Regions from separate parts of the Ovis aries genome. Here regions 1 and 2 are each linked to region 3. Evidence: chromatin contacts called from public Hi-C data. All regions are on one chromosome and are shown on one strand. Each heading gives the region's core, a stretch centred on a gene start, on an enhancer-like site or on the middle of the called end of the contact. The rest is flanking DNA. Distances are from core to core; before and after follow the strand shown.

Region 1 (4,007 bases), core at 915-3,414, 410 kb before region 3:
CTATTGCCAGTTTTCAATAAATATTTGTTGAAAATTATATGAACAAGAAACTGATGTGCTATTAAAATAATGAGTCCGTATGAGTTTTGCTGTTTAAACCTTTCACCCCTTAGCTAGATTTCAGGTCAGTGGAATAATAATGACCACACCTTGCTGCCCCAATCCCTTTCCCCATCCAGGTCCTCCAGTAAATATACTGTGTTGTTTGGATTCAACCAATTTTCTGATATGGGGTCGTTTCCTTAAGAGATGGTACTTTACAGCCCATTTTAAAAAGGGGCTCTCAAGTTAGCATTCAGCTCACACTAGGCAGGATAAAAATGGGCAAACGGCTGGATTGTCTCTTCTTTCCCCTCCTAATCATTACAAGATTATCTCAGAAGGTAGTCAGACTGTCACTTGTATTTATTATACTTTCAGTCAATGGGAGGAAACCCTGGATCTGTAATCAGCTGGAGGCCTTGTGGAAACTGCCCTGAGGCCCAGAGTTCTGGAGGTTTTCTTCCACTGTTGCTCTGGAAGTGACCCAGTCTTGCCAGCATGACAGTGGTTCCAGGGCTCCAAATTTGCCCTTGCTCATTTCCTCCATCTGTCAAAGGAAAGTCACACTTATTGCTTATTTCCAGTATAAGACTATAGAGAAAAATCAATAAGTTAAAAAAAAAAGTAAAAAGGCTATAGAGAAAATAACCAGAAAGTATCATAAGCTCAGCAATGAAAAGCATCATTGCTAGTCATACTAAGCAATGAGCCCTGACTTGGTGCCTAGGATTCTCTTCTAAATGAGGTATCAAAATAAAAATGGTTAGGGTCATATAAGTAGAATCTAAAATATGGCAGAAGTGGAACTGTTTACAAAACAGAAACAGTCGCAGACATAGAGCTCAGACTTGCGGTTGCCCAGGCAGAGAGGGAGGGAAAGGAGTGGACTGGGAATTTGGGGTTGACTGAAGCGACTTAGCAGCAGCAGCAGCAGATGCCAACTATTACATGTAGAACAGATAAACAACAAGGTTTTACTGTACAGCATAGGGAACTATATCCCATCTCCTGGGATAAGCCATAATGAAAAAAATATGAAAAAAGGACATATAAATGTGTATAACTGAGCAGTTTTGCTGTACAGCAGAGATTGGCATGGCATTGTAAATCAATTATATTTTAATTTTTTAAAAAATGGTTAGAGTCTTGGAGGGTGAGTCAGTATGTGAGGCAAATGGTAAAATGGGAGATTTGAAAATAATGCTTACCCTTTCTACAATTAGAGGAGTTTGTGGAAAGAGAAAAGTTCCTGCAAGCTTGTTTTGGCATTTAATCACACGAGCATACAACTACTCCTGGGTGAAACAGACAGAAGAGAAATTTGACCCAATTCAGCCCATCCTCTCCATATCTTTTTCTCTCTCCCTCCTCTGGGTAATTGAAACTGTGCTCCAGAATAAACCTGGCTATGGCTTATTTAGAAAACCTAAAGAAGAGTTGTTGAGTTTCAGAATGTTGAGTTTTCAATTCCAAATTTCACTTATTCATATAAAAATAATATTTTGTGCACCTACTTTGCATATGAAAATTGAAATGCAGACAGAAGACCTCAGGAGGCTTCCATTTTAGCAGATGACACATTCATTAAACAACAGTTTCTGGGATTAATTATTTGATTACAATCACAATGAATGCCTTGAAGGAGAAGCCCCAAGTGGTGTGAGAAGATTTAATGGAGTCTTGATTTAGTCATCCGCCCAAAGAGTCCTGTCAGATGAAACCTGAAAGGAGGGGAGGGTTCAGTGGGTGAAGGGCGTTAGGGAGATTTTTAGGCATAGGAAGCAGCGGATGTTGATGCGTTAAGGTAGGAGGAACCTGGCAGAGTCAATAGAAGAAGCAAAGGTCAGGGCTGCCACCCCAGCAGTTTCCCCAATGAGAGGCTAAGAGAGCAACAAAGGCCAGAATCCAGAGTGCCTTCTGTTCTCTCCAGGAGGGCTTGCTGTAAATAATTGAGTGTTCCTCTCCATTCATTTACTTGATACTTAGGTTTCTAGCACCCATCGCTTATGTTAAGCCCTCAAATGTAGCTTTTCCAAACACCATGAACAGATGAACAAATCCCTCTCCTGTCTGGAGGATCCCTGAGCTCAGTCATCTGCTGCAGTTGCAGGCAAGGAGCACCAGGGGGCAGAAAGCATTATCCTTTTTTCGCTTCGGTAGCCCACATCATGGTGAAAATGCACACCAATTTTGACCCAAAGTGTTGAATGAAGAGTTAGAATTAACAAATGTGGCACCTGCCAGGATCTGAGTTCATGGCCACTCTAATCTTGGCTGAGCATCACAAGAATAAGTAGGCAAAATTATTAGTAAGCTTATAGAGTATGATTTAATTTGCTCAGAATTAAGCCAGGAGGCTTCACTAGCATGCCATAATGAAGCTGAGGCAGTCACATGATGGTGGTACAGAAACAAAGCAGCAAAGGCTCAGGGAAGGGACTTTTCAAAACTTGGTACCAGGAAGCACAAAAGTCAGTTTTCAGCTCTCTTCCAAGACTGCTTCTACATCAGAATGAGGGCTAGGAGGAGAGTTTAAGAGAGATGTTGTTGCTTAGATGCTAAGTCATGTCCAACTCTTTTGCAGCCCCTTGGACTATAGCCCACCAGGTTCCTCTGTCCATGGGTTTTGCAAGCAAGAATACTGGAGTGGGTTGCCATTTCCTCCTCCAGGGGATCTTCCCGACCCAGAGAGCAAACCACAACTCTTATGTCTCCTGCATTGGCAGGTGGATTCTTTACCACTGTACCACCTGGCAAGCCCTAAGAGAGATGTTCAGTTCAGTTGCTCAGTCGTGTCCGACTCTGCAACCCCATGAATCGCAGCATGCCAGGCCTCCCTGTCCATTACCAACTCCCGGAGTTCACTCAGACTTAACGTCCATCGAGTCCGTGATGCCATCCAGGCATCTCATCCTCGGTCGTCCCCTTCTCCTCCTGCCCCCAATCCCTCCCAGCATCAGAGTCGTTTCCAATGAGTCAACTCTTCGCATGAGGTGGCCAGAGTACTGGAGTTTCAGCTTTAGCATCATTCCTTCCAAAGAACACCCAGGACTGTAGAAGGTTTTAAGTATGTAATCAGGTTAATGCAATTTTAGAGCTGATTTGCTGTTAATAGGAAGTCCATACACCTTCTACTTGATGGGAGTTAGATTCACTCTTACCAGGTTTATGCTAAACTTCTGGCAGCTCTGTTTCCAACACATGATAAATAATGATACCTCTGGGGAAAACAGAGAAATAGACAAGGCTATTCATTACTACAAATTGGTCATGGACTGGGTAGCATTAGCCTCACACTGATCACGTCTTCCTGATTGCTGCAGATGGAAGTCTTATGCCAGCCACGAGTCAAACCAAATAATTAGCAGATGTCACCAATGCTAATCTGCTAGTGTTTAAAAATGGAACAAGTGAGTCAGCGAAATATTTAGGAAGGGAAGTCTGTGCCAATCATTCCATTATCAAAAGCCTTGTATGGACAATGTAGTCTGTATAATCAAGGCTTTTGAACATGATCATGGAAAAGAAAATGGAAGCCTATTGATCAAGCATAACTTTAAACACTGACTGTGTTATAAATAAAATATTATGTAGATAGTAAAAAAAATCTAAAAACAACACTTAAAACTAATCACTAGGGCAATGCCTTTCTGTTATTATTATCACCATCAGTTATTCAAAGGCAAATTGTATTGTTTATAGTGAAGCATGAGGAATTCCCTGGTGGTCCAGTGATTAGGACTTGGTGCTTTCAGTGCAGTGGCCCTGGGTTGAATCCCTGGCCTGTGAACTAAGATCTCACTAGCTACAAGTTGTGGCCCAAATAAATAAATAAAGTGAGGCATGATCTCTTCTATAGAAACCCACACTTTGATAAAGAATACTAATATGCATGGATCTAAGAAACATCCCACAAATATGTTTATACATGCAACTAAGCTAGAAAAGCCTAACACAGGTACAAT
Region 2 (3,933 bases), core at 1,216-3,715, 320 kb before region 3:
GTTGATGGCATTTTTAGAATGCAAATTAACAGCCAACAAAATAACAACAAAGGAAAGAAAATGAGATGGTTCTTCATTCTAGTGCTCTATATTTCTGGTTTTGTTTGTTATATGAAGTGATGGCAGGTGATGGGGCTGATTAAGTACAGACTGAAATGAGCTGTATTTAGATACTGTCTACAAAGGTTTTTCCTAGGAGGAAGTCCTTATTTAACTTAACCCCGTGGTTCTATAGACTTGTGTGCTCTGAACACAGCTGCATAATTAGTAATCATCATTAATCATTTCTACTTCTGTACTTCTATCACCAACAAAATTATAGCAACCTATATTTTTAGTAAACTCTAATTGCAAGTTTAATTTAATATTTATTTATCACTTTAAGAAGCAGTTTGCTGAACTGATTATACAAATCAAAAGTGATGTTTCTGAAGATAGAAATAAAACTTCCCATCAGGAATAAATAGGTTTTTCAAAAGAACAGTGTCTGCCTCTTGGCAAAAGGAAAAAAGAAAAAAAAAAAAAAAAGTGCCAGAAAATCAGGCTTTCAGGCCTTTTCTACCTTTAATGTGAAAATGAGTATTCATGTGGGATGGCTTTAGACTACCTATTGGAAAATGCATATCAAGTAACAGATGTATAATTTATGGAACTGATTGCTTTAAGCAAAGAAGCTTAAAAATGAGTTTTGCAAGCAACTCAAGTTGTTCTCATGAGGCAAATGTATGCTAATTACTTAGAAGTGAAACCTGCCTTTGAAATATACGCAAAAAGGAAAAGAAACTTGAAGAAATGATTAAGCAAATGTTCCATCACTCTCAGAAGCATTTTCTAGACTCCTTCTATGGGAAGAGGTCAGGTGGCGGTATATACTCTTGAAAACTTCATTAGATAACGAGCCTTGAACAGATGAGTTTCTCTCAGGGAACTGTACATGGATATTCCCCAGGTACTGATTCAGGATTTCCAAGCTTTCTGGCTGGATGGATTAATGGATGTATCAACTGGAGCTAAGGAATGTTCTTTTAGCCAGACTCAAGATGTAAAGCAGACAAGGGCCTATTTCATTTACAAAATTGAATCAAAGACTCAAGGACAAAAGTCCAACAATGTAGATGACTAACGTAAAATTATCACTGTTAGAGTTACATTATAACTAGAAGCACTGGATTTTAAAAGCCAAGTCATATGTTGTCAATGGCCTGAGATCTGCAAAAAAAAAAAAAAAAATTCTCCCACAAAGGCCCATACAATAAATGTTTTGAAGTGGAATCTGAGACCTGGTAGCACAAAAGTGCCTTAAAGATCCCTAACTGGCATGGGGAGCACTAGGGGACAGGGGCAGTCTCTAAAGTAGACAGAGCTCTTCAAACACATGCAGGAACTGGTGCTTTGAAAAAGCAAACCACCAAAAAGAATACAGGTAAATGTCATAGCAAATCAAATTAAACATCACTAGCATCTTATTTCCTGGTTTTGGTTTTATTTTGTTCTGTTTTGTTACTATTCATTTTAATGCCTTCTTTGGAAGAGATAAGTTTCCCCTAATTTAAAAGGAAAAAGGAATGGCCATTTAGAGTATAATGGATAATATACAGTAGAATCTTATGTAAACAAATTATCTACTAGCTACAAGCTGCTGCAATTTTCATGAATTTTAAAAATGAAAATTGAGAAAAAAAGTCACAGAAAGTCAGAAAATAGGTAAAGTTAAATCATATATTTATAGAGATACATATATAAGTGGTAAAATTATAAAGAATAGTAACATAATTGCTAACATAAAATGCAGAATTATTGTTTCATGGAAGGGGCAATAGAGAGAGGGAGATGTGATCAAGAGACCCTATATAGGTAGAGGGATCACAAATATAGATAGTATTTTATTACTATTTATGTTGGTGATGTATGCATGAGTATTCATTTTATTATTATTCTTTAAACAGCATAAATATTATCATATACTCCTATAAATGCATAATTGACAATTTTGTGTTTTTCAAAATAGATGGGTCAGTTTTTTACAATTTCATTTCTTTTCTTGAAATCCTAACGCTCCTATCTTCTGAAGGTAACCTTCACCCAGAGAAATCTGTGAAGAAACTCAGGACACAGTGTTTACAGACTCATAGACAATGTAGTCATAGAGCAAAAATAAACAAATTAAAAATCAGAAGAAAAAATCCCTGGTTGGATGAATTTTAGAAGTTGGCCTCCCTTTATACTTTCTGCCTTGGTTTGACACTTAAGACCTTTACCAGTGGAACCCAATCTTCCAAGAGTATTTCCTAGAAATTCCCTCCCTGGGAAGCCTCTTTCCTTGTTAAGTATGATTCCCTGGGCAAGACTTCACCATTCCCTGGCAAAGCATAAAGCCCTTTTCCACCCTTGTGCTTTGACTATCTCATGCCAGTTACCTGTATTTCCCATCCTCTTGATGACTGACCATCATAGTTTGACCTCTTCTGGGAAACCACTGTGATAACCTCATAACCTCAGTCTGCAGCACTCTGGCCTTTTCCTGAACTCTTGAACAGCTGCCTATTTAATTCTGTGAGTAGTTAATCTTGTGGGCTTTGTAACACCAGAATTTTCATCAACCAGATTTATCTTCCTCTTTGGCACAGAGCTGGTCTGTATTTCCTGTCCTCCCTTGCAGCTAGCTGCAGCCGTGTGACTGAGTTCTGCCCAAAGCAGTGCAGATACCGGTGCATCATTCTTCTCCAGCCCTGTTCTAGCACCTCCCACAAAATCCTCCATGCCCTCTTTCTCCTCATCTGTGGTTGTTCCAGGAACCCAGCAAAGCACTTTAAAGCTCTAGGGATCTGCAGACACTATCAGGAGTCAGCCAACTTTTTCTCTGAAGGTCAGATAATAAGTATATTAGGGTTTTGAGGATACATAATGTAAAAACCTTTCTTAGCTTCTAGAATTAGGCTGGATTTGAGTTGGGGGCTGTAGTTTGTCGACCCCATCACAGATGAAAAGATCTTGGATTTCAGAATGTCTATGTAAAGCACAGCCCTCTTCCTCCCTGCTCCCACCTCTCTCATGTCTGCAACTGACCTACTTGGACTATGAAGGGAGCAATACTTTTTACTGTGTTTCGTTTTCTCTGAACTACAGCAATGAGATTTTCCATGGTCAGATACAACAAAGAGATAACTATTTGGGGAATTTGGACGAAGTAGAGTTCCAGTTTCAAGAAACTGGGGTCTGTTCACCCCAATTAGTCTTCTTTGCTAAAATGTTGATTCTAGAAATATTTAGTTTGTTACTTGCTTTTCTCTGGTTATTGTCTAGGAAACCATTGTTATCAAACAAATCTGCCTAGGCCAGAGCAGCCTGATTTAAAATCATTGCTTTAAAATCCAGCAGAAGAAATCTCAAGTTGGAGGAAAATCAAGAAGACAATGTGGAAGAGTAAACAAAGGAAGAAGATGTGCGCTTCACCACAGAAATTAAATCTGCAAAGCATATGGAAACCTCAGGTGCATCTGACTCACAATATTAATGTTTTCCCTAAGATCTACAATCTTCCTCCCTCTCTTCTCCACTTTTCTGAAATAACCCACATCTGTGAAGCTTCTTCAGTTTTCATTTTCTCAGTCCCTGCTGATACACAGAATTCACTAGTATCTACATGCCTGGGCAGTCTTTGGTAGTAAGTCAGAGTGAGGTAGTGAAAGATTTGGAACAAAAACTCCCCACTGCAGCCTGGTTTGCTCAAACAGCCTGCCAAGATGGTGTGGTTCTCATGTGAAGAAAGTGCTCCTTCACCTGTATCAGCAAGTTGTTCTCCCTAAGACAGCAAATTGCATTTGTTTTGACCTTGAGTAAGTTGCTGTTTCCCTAGGCTGACATTTGTTCTGTTCCTTGAAGCTGCAAACCACTTCAAGGGCATGTTTTTCTTTCTGCACATGCTGTCTTCAC
Region 3 (3,674 bases), core at 992-3,491:
CCATGGGCTTCTCTTTTAAGTCAGAGTTGATGGCACTGGTGAGGGTGGGGGGCCCCCCCCCCCAAGGAATAAATTGGCATATATTTTATTCATAAACCATTATTTTACCCACAGAAAAAGTAGAACTCCTATCTCAATGAAGCTCACATAATTTTTCAACACATTTATAAATTAAAGTAGCGAAAGACAGAAAACATGACCTTCATAGTTTAAACTTTACGTGCCCTGTGGGTTTTGTGCTTGAAATGGTTTGTGATGGTCCCTATATAGCACCTAAAGCTTGCACAAGAATTTCCCTGCCTTGTCTTCCCTGTGAATTCTTGACATGGAGCATGTTTTGTTTTGTTTTCCTCTTCCTGCAACAGAGCGGACCCAGCGACCTGCGGCACTTTGATCCTGAATTCACCGAAGAGCCGGTCCCAAACTCCATCGGCCGGTCCCCGGACAGCCTCCTCCTCACAGCCAGCGTCAAGGAAGCGGCTGAGGCCTTCCTGGGCTTTTCCTATGCACCTCCCATGGACTCTTTCCTCTGAACGGTCTTAGGGTTGGTTGCAAAGGATTTTTTTAGTTAACCTTTTGGCAGAGCTGCCAGCTGACAGGACATCGTAAAAGAGAATTTGCACATCCCTGGAAGCTTGCACATCTTGGCAGTCTTATTGCACAGTTTGCTGGAAGCTTTTCGAAGAGCACATCCTCCTCAGTGAGCTTGTGAGATTTTCCTCTTTATTCTTCCTTCCAATGTGGTGCTATCTCTGAAATGAGCAGCAGAGGGCCGCCCGAGACAGATGCAGTGGTCTCATTGGCAGGCGGCCGCTGGTCTGAGAAGGAGCTTCTGGAGGTCTGTCCGGGCCACGATAACGAATCTTATGAAATGTGCCTTTTCTGATGAGATCGTGTTAGCTCCAAAGCTTTTCCTGTTGCTGAGTGTTCTCGTTCTCTGTTTCTCCCTGTGGACTCCCTGTGTGATCCGCCGTGTGAGTGTGGTATGCTTGCTCACAGAAGGACTCAGTTATATGCATCAATGTGACGCTTGCAGGACACTACAATGTGGGACATTGTTTGTTTCTTCCATATTTGGAAGATAAATTTATGTGTAGACTGTTTTTTTGTAAGATATAGTTAATAACTAAAATTTATTGAAAATGGTCTTGCAATGACTTGTATCCAGATGCTTAAAGAAAGCATTGCTGCTACAAATATTTCTATTTTTAGAAAGGGTTTTTATGGACCAATGCCCCAGTTGTCAGTCAGAGCCTGGTGTTTTCATTGTTTAAAATGTCACCTATAAAATGGGCATTATTTATGTTGTGGTTTTTTTTTTTTTTTTGCATTCCTGATAATTGTATGTATTGTATAAAGAAAGTCTGTACATTGGGTTATAACACTAGTATATTTAAACTTACAGGCTTATTTGTAATGTAAACCACCATTTTAATGTACTGTAATTAACATGGTTATAATATGTACAATTCTTTCTCCCCTCCCTACCACACACCTTTTTGTGTGTGTGATAAACCAACTTTGGTTTGCAATAAAACCTTGAAAAATATTTACAGAAATTGTGTCATGTGCGTTATTTTATATACTTCAGTTAAGGGAACAATAGTAGATCCACTTAAAATCAAAAACCATGGTAATGCTGCTGTGATTGACAGTGGCTTGCTCCTCCAGAAGCATCAATCTCTGACTCCAGAAGAGAATCAGTCAAGTCACTTCAGTCGTGTTCAACTCTGTGCGACCCCATAGATGGCAGCCCACCAGGCTCCCCTGTCCCTGGGATTCTCCAGGCAAGAACACGAGTGGGTTGCCATTTCCTTCTCCAATGCATGAAAGTGAAAAGTGAAAGTGAAGTCGCTCAGTCTTGTCCGACTCTTAGCGACCCCACGGACTGCAGCCTACCAGGCTCCTCCGTCCATGGGATTTTCAATAGGGCAGTCTTAAAGTCTTTTTTTTTTTTTTTCAGGCCACACTGTGCGGTTTGCAGAATCTTAGTTCCCTAACTAGGGATTAAACCTGTGCCCCTGGCAGTAGAAGCTCTTGAGTCCTAACCACCGGACCACCAGAGAATTCCCTAAAGCCAATTTCTATCTGAGGGCTTTACCAGCATTCTGTGATGTCAGTCATTATCCACAAATCCATCCGAACAAATCCTTGTCCATTTAACTGCCTCAAGGACAGTCATGAAGTAATGTTCCCTATGTTTATTGCCTGCCCTGTGAAGTTGGCTGTTTGTCTCGACCTTTGTCTTGTCTGAAGTAACAGGTAATTCTTTAACAAATACTTGAGTGCCTTCACTGGGCCAACTATTCCAAGTACTGAAGATAAAGCAAGAGCAAAGCTGACGCATCTCTGCCCTTACAGAGCTTGCTGGGAAGGGCAGACTTGGTCAATAAAGCAGTTTGTTGAAATGGAAATCAAGATAATAGTCTGCAAGTCTAGGAGAATGCCACTAAAGAGGATGAGGATAAGTGGTTCTGTTCCCAAAATGCTGAGCCGGCAGGACTCCTGGTTCCTGAGAGTAACCAGAGCCGAACTGAGTCCAGTGTCAGCTCCGAGAAGGAGCCTGAAGGGACACATCCCTGACTTGGATCAGAAGCCTCTGGAGCTGGTATGCACCCGGCACTGCCTGGGCCCACCTGTATTCAGCCCACTGGAACAGTTCCTGTGGGAGAAGGGAGAAGAGCACTGCAGGAGAGCATCATCTTGTACACAAGCTGTTTGGACTTTTTCTCTTTTCTAGGCCTTCCAGAAATTCCTCGCATACACGGGATCCTCCAATAGTTGGTCTTGCGGCTGTAGGCCTACTGCACACGCTTTATCTTGACCTCTCAGTTTGCACAGGGATTTCTCTGGGGACAGTTGTTTTCCCTTTTATCATGGCTCTTCTATCTTGCTAAAGGGTAGCCCCTGATCAAGCTCTGCATCTGAGTTACGGCTCTTCCGTCCAGACACTAGCTGCATTTTAAACCCCTTACCTACCGCAAATGCCAAAGTCAACCACATGCTTGCTAAGTCACTTCAGTTATGTCCAACTCTGTGACCCCATGGACTGTAGCCCATCAGGCTCCTCTGTCCATGGGGATGCTCCAGGCAAGAACACTGGAGTGGATTGCCCTCCTCCAGGAGATCTTCCTCATCCAGGAATCAAACTTGTGACTCCTGTCTCCTGCATTGACAGGTGGATTCTTTATTACTAGCGCCACCTGGGAAGCTCAAAAGTCAACTATAATGATAAAGAAAATCTAAAAAGTCCTAGTAAAGATTGATCCTAGGCCTGACAGAAAGGCTTTCTGTGTATCTTCCCCTCATTCTCTTGATGAATAACAGTTAAGAGCGCCTCGATGAAAAATAAGTACTTAAAACATTTTTATCTTAACATGAGTCTTTCAGCTGGCATTCTCCCATCTAATTAGACATAACTCAGAGGAGCTCATCATGGATTACAAAGCTTTTTAATCTTTTGAGGGTAGAAATGTGGCTTCTGGCTTCAGTCAGTTGCTATGTAAGATCTGATATACATGGCTGGAGAGCAGATAAAGCCAGATGAGACCCGAGTGTTGTCACACAAACAGGAGGAGATTAGATCAAACACAACTGGGTGGGAAGGGAACAGGGCCAGAACAGGGAAGTCCAGAAAGAACAAAGGATCAATATATTAAAAAAAAAAAAGGCAA

What was found. Hi-C and Micro-C count contacts between places; a contact is called where the count stands out from the background.
Region 1: a contact with region 3 is called in a Hi-C map of liver, with 3 times the contacts expected there. The contact joins two enhancer-like sites. A contact is called at or near these places in 12 of 16 Hi-C or Micro-C datasets (blood, hypothalamus, liver and 6 more).
Region 2: a Hi-C map of liver shows a contact between it and region 3, with 5 times the contacts expected there. The contact joins two enhancer-like sites. A contact is called at or near these places in 2 of 16 Hi-C or Micro-C datasets (liver and mixed tissues).

Annotation. Positions count from the first base shown.
Region 1 is chr8:59,982,163-59,986,169 of ARS-UI_Ramb_v3.0, reverse strand. No RefSeq gene overlaps it. Among named protein-coding and RNA genes, the nearest start is that of ALDH8A1, 290 kb to the left of the region's middle. Within about 2 kb of position 2,164, at least 9 of the 54 cell types and tissues checked have an H3K27ac peak or open chromatin away from gene starts, as enhancers often do. A contact at or near this core is called in hypothalamus and liver, where this site is marked.
Region 2 is chr8:59,889,018-59,892,950 of ARS-UI_Ramb_v3.0, reverse strand. All of the region lies in intron 2 of LOC132660206 (a long non-coding RNA gene), which reads right to left. It overlaps LOC121820187 (a long non-coding RNA gene), which reads left to right. Exons shown (of 7, transcript XR_009601527.1): 2 at 3,304-3,491. Among named protein-coding and RNA genes, the nearest start is that of SGK1, 200 kb to the right of the region's middle. Within about 2 kb of position 2,465, at least 4 of the 54 cell types and tissues checked have an H3K27ac peak or open chromatin away from gene starts, as enhancers often do. A contact at or near this core is called in liver, where this site is marked.
Region 3 is chr8:59,573,903-59,577,576 of ARS-UI_Ramb_v3.0, reverse strand. It overlaps SGK1 (serum/glucocorticoid regulated kinase 1), which reads left to right. Exons shown (of 14, transcript XM_042253494.2): 14 at 366-1,559. The coding sequence ends at 533. Among named protein-coding and RNA genes, the nearest start is that of SLC2A12, 84 kb to the right of the region's middle. Within about 2 kb of position 2,241, at least 9 of the 54 cell types and tissues checked have an H3K27ac peak or open chromatin away from gene starts, as enhancers often do. A contact at or near this core is called in hypothalamus and liver, where this site is marked.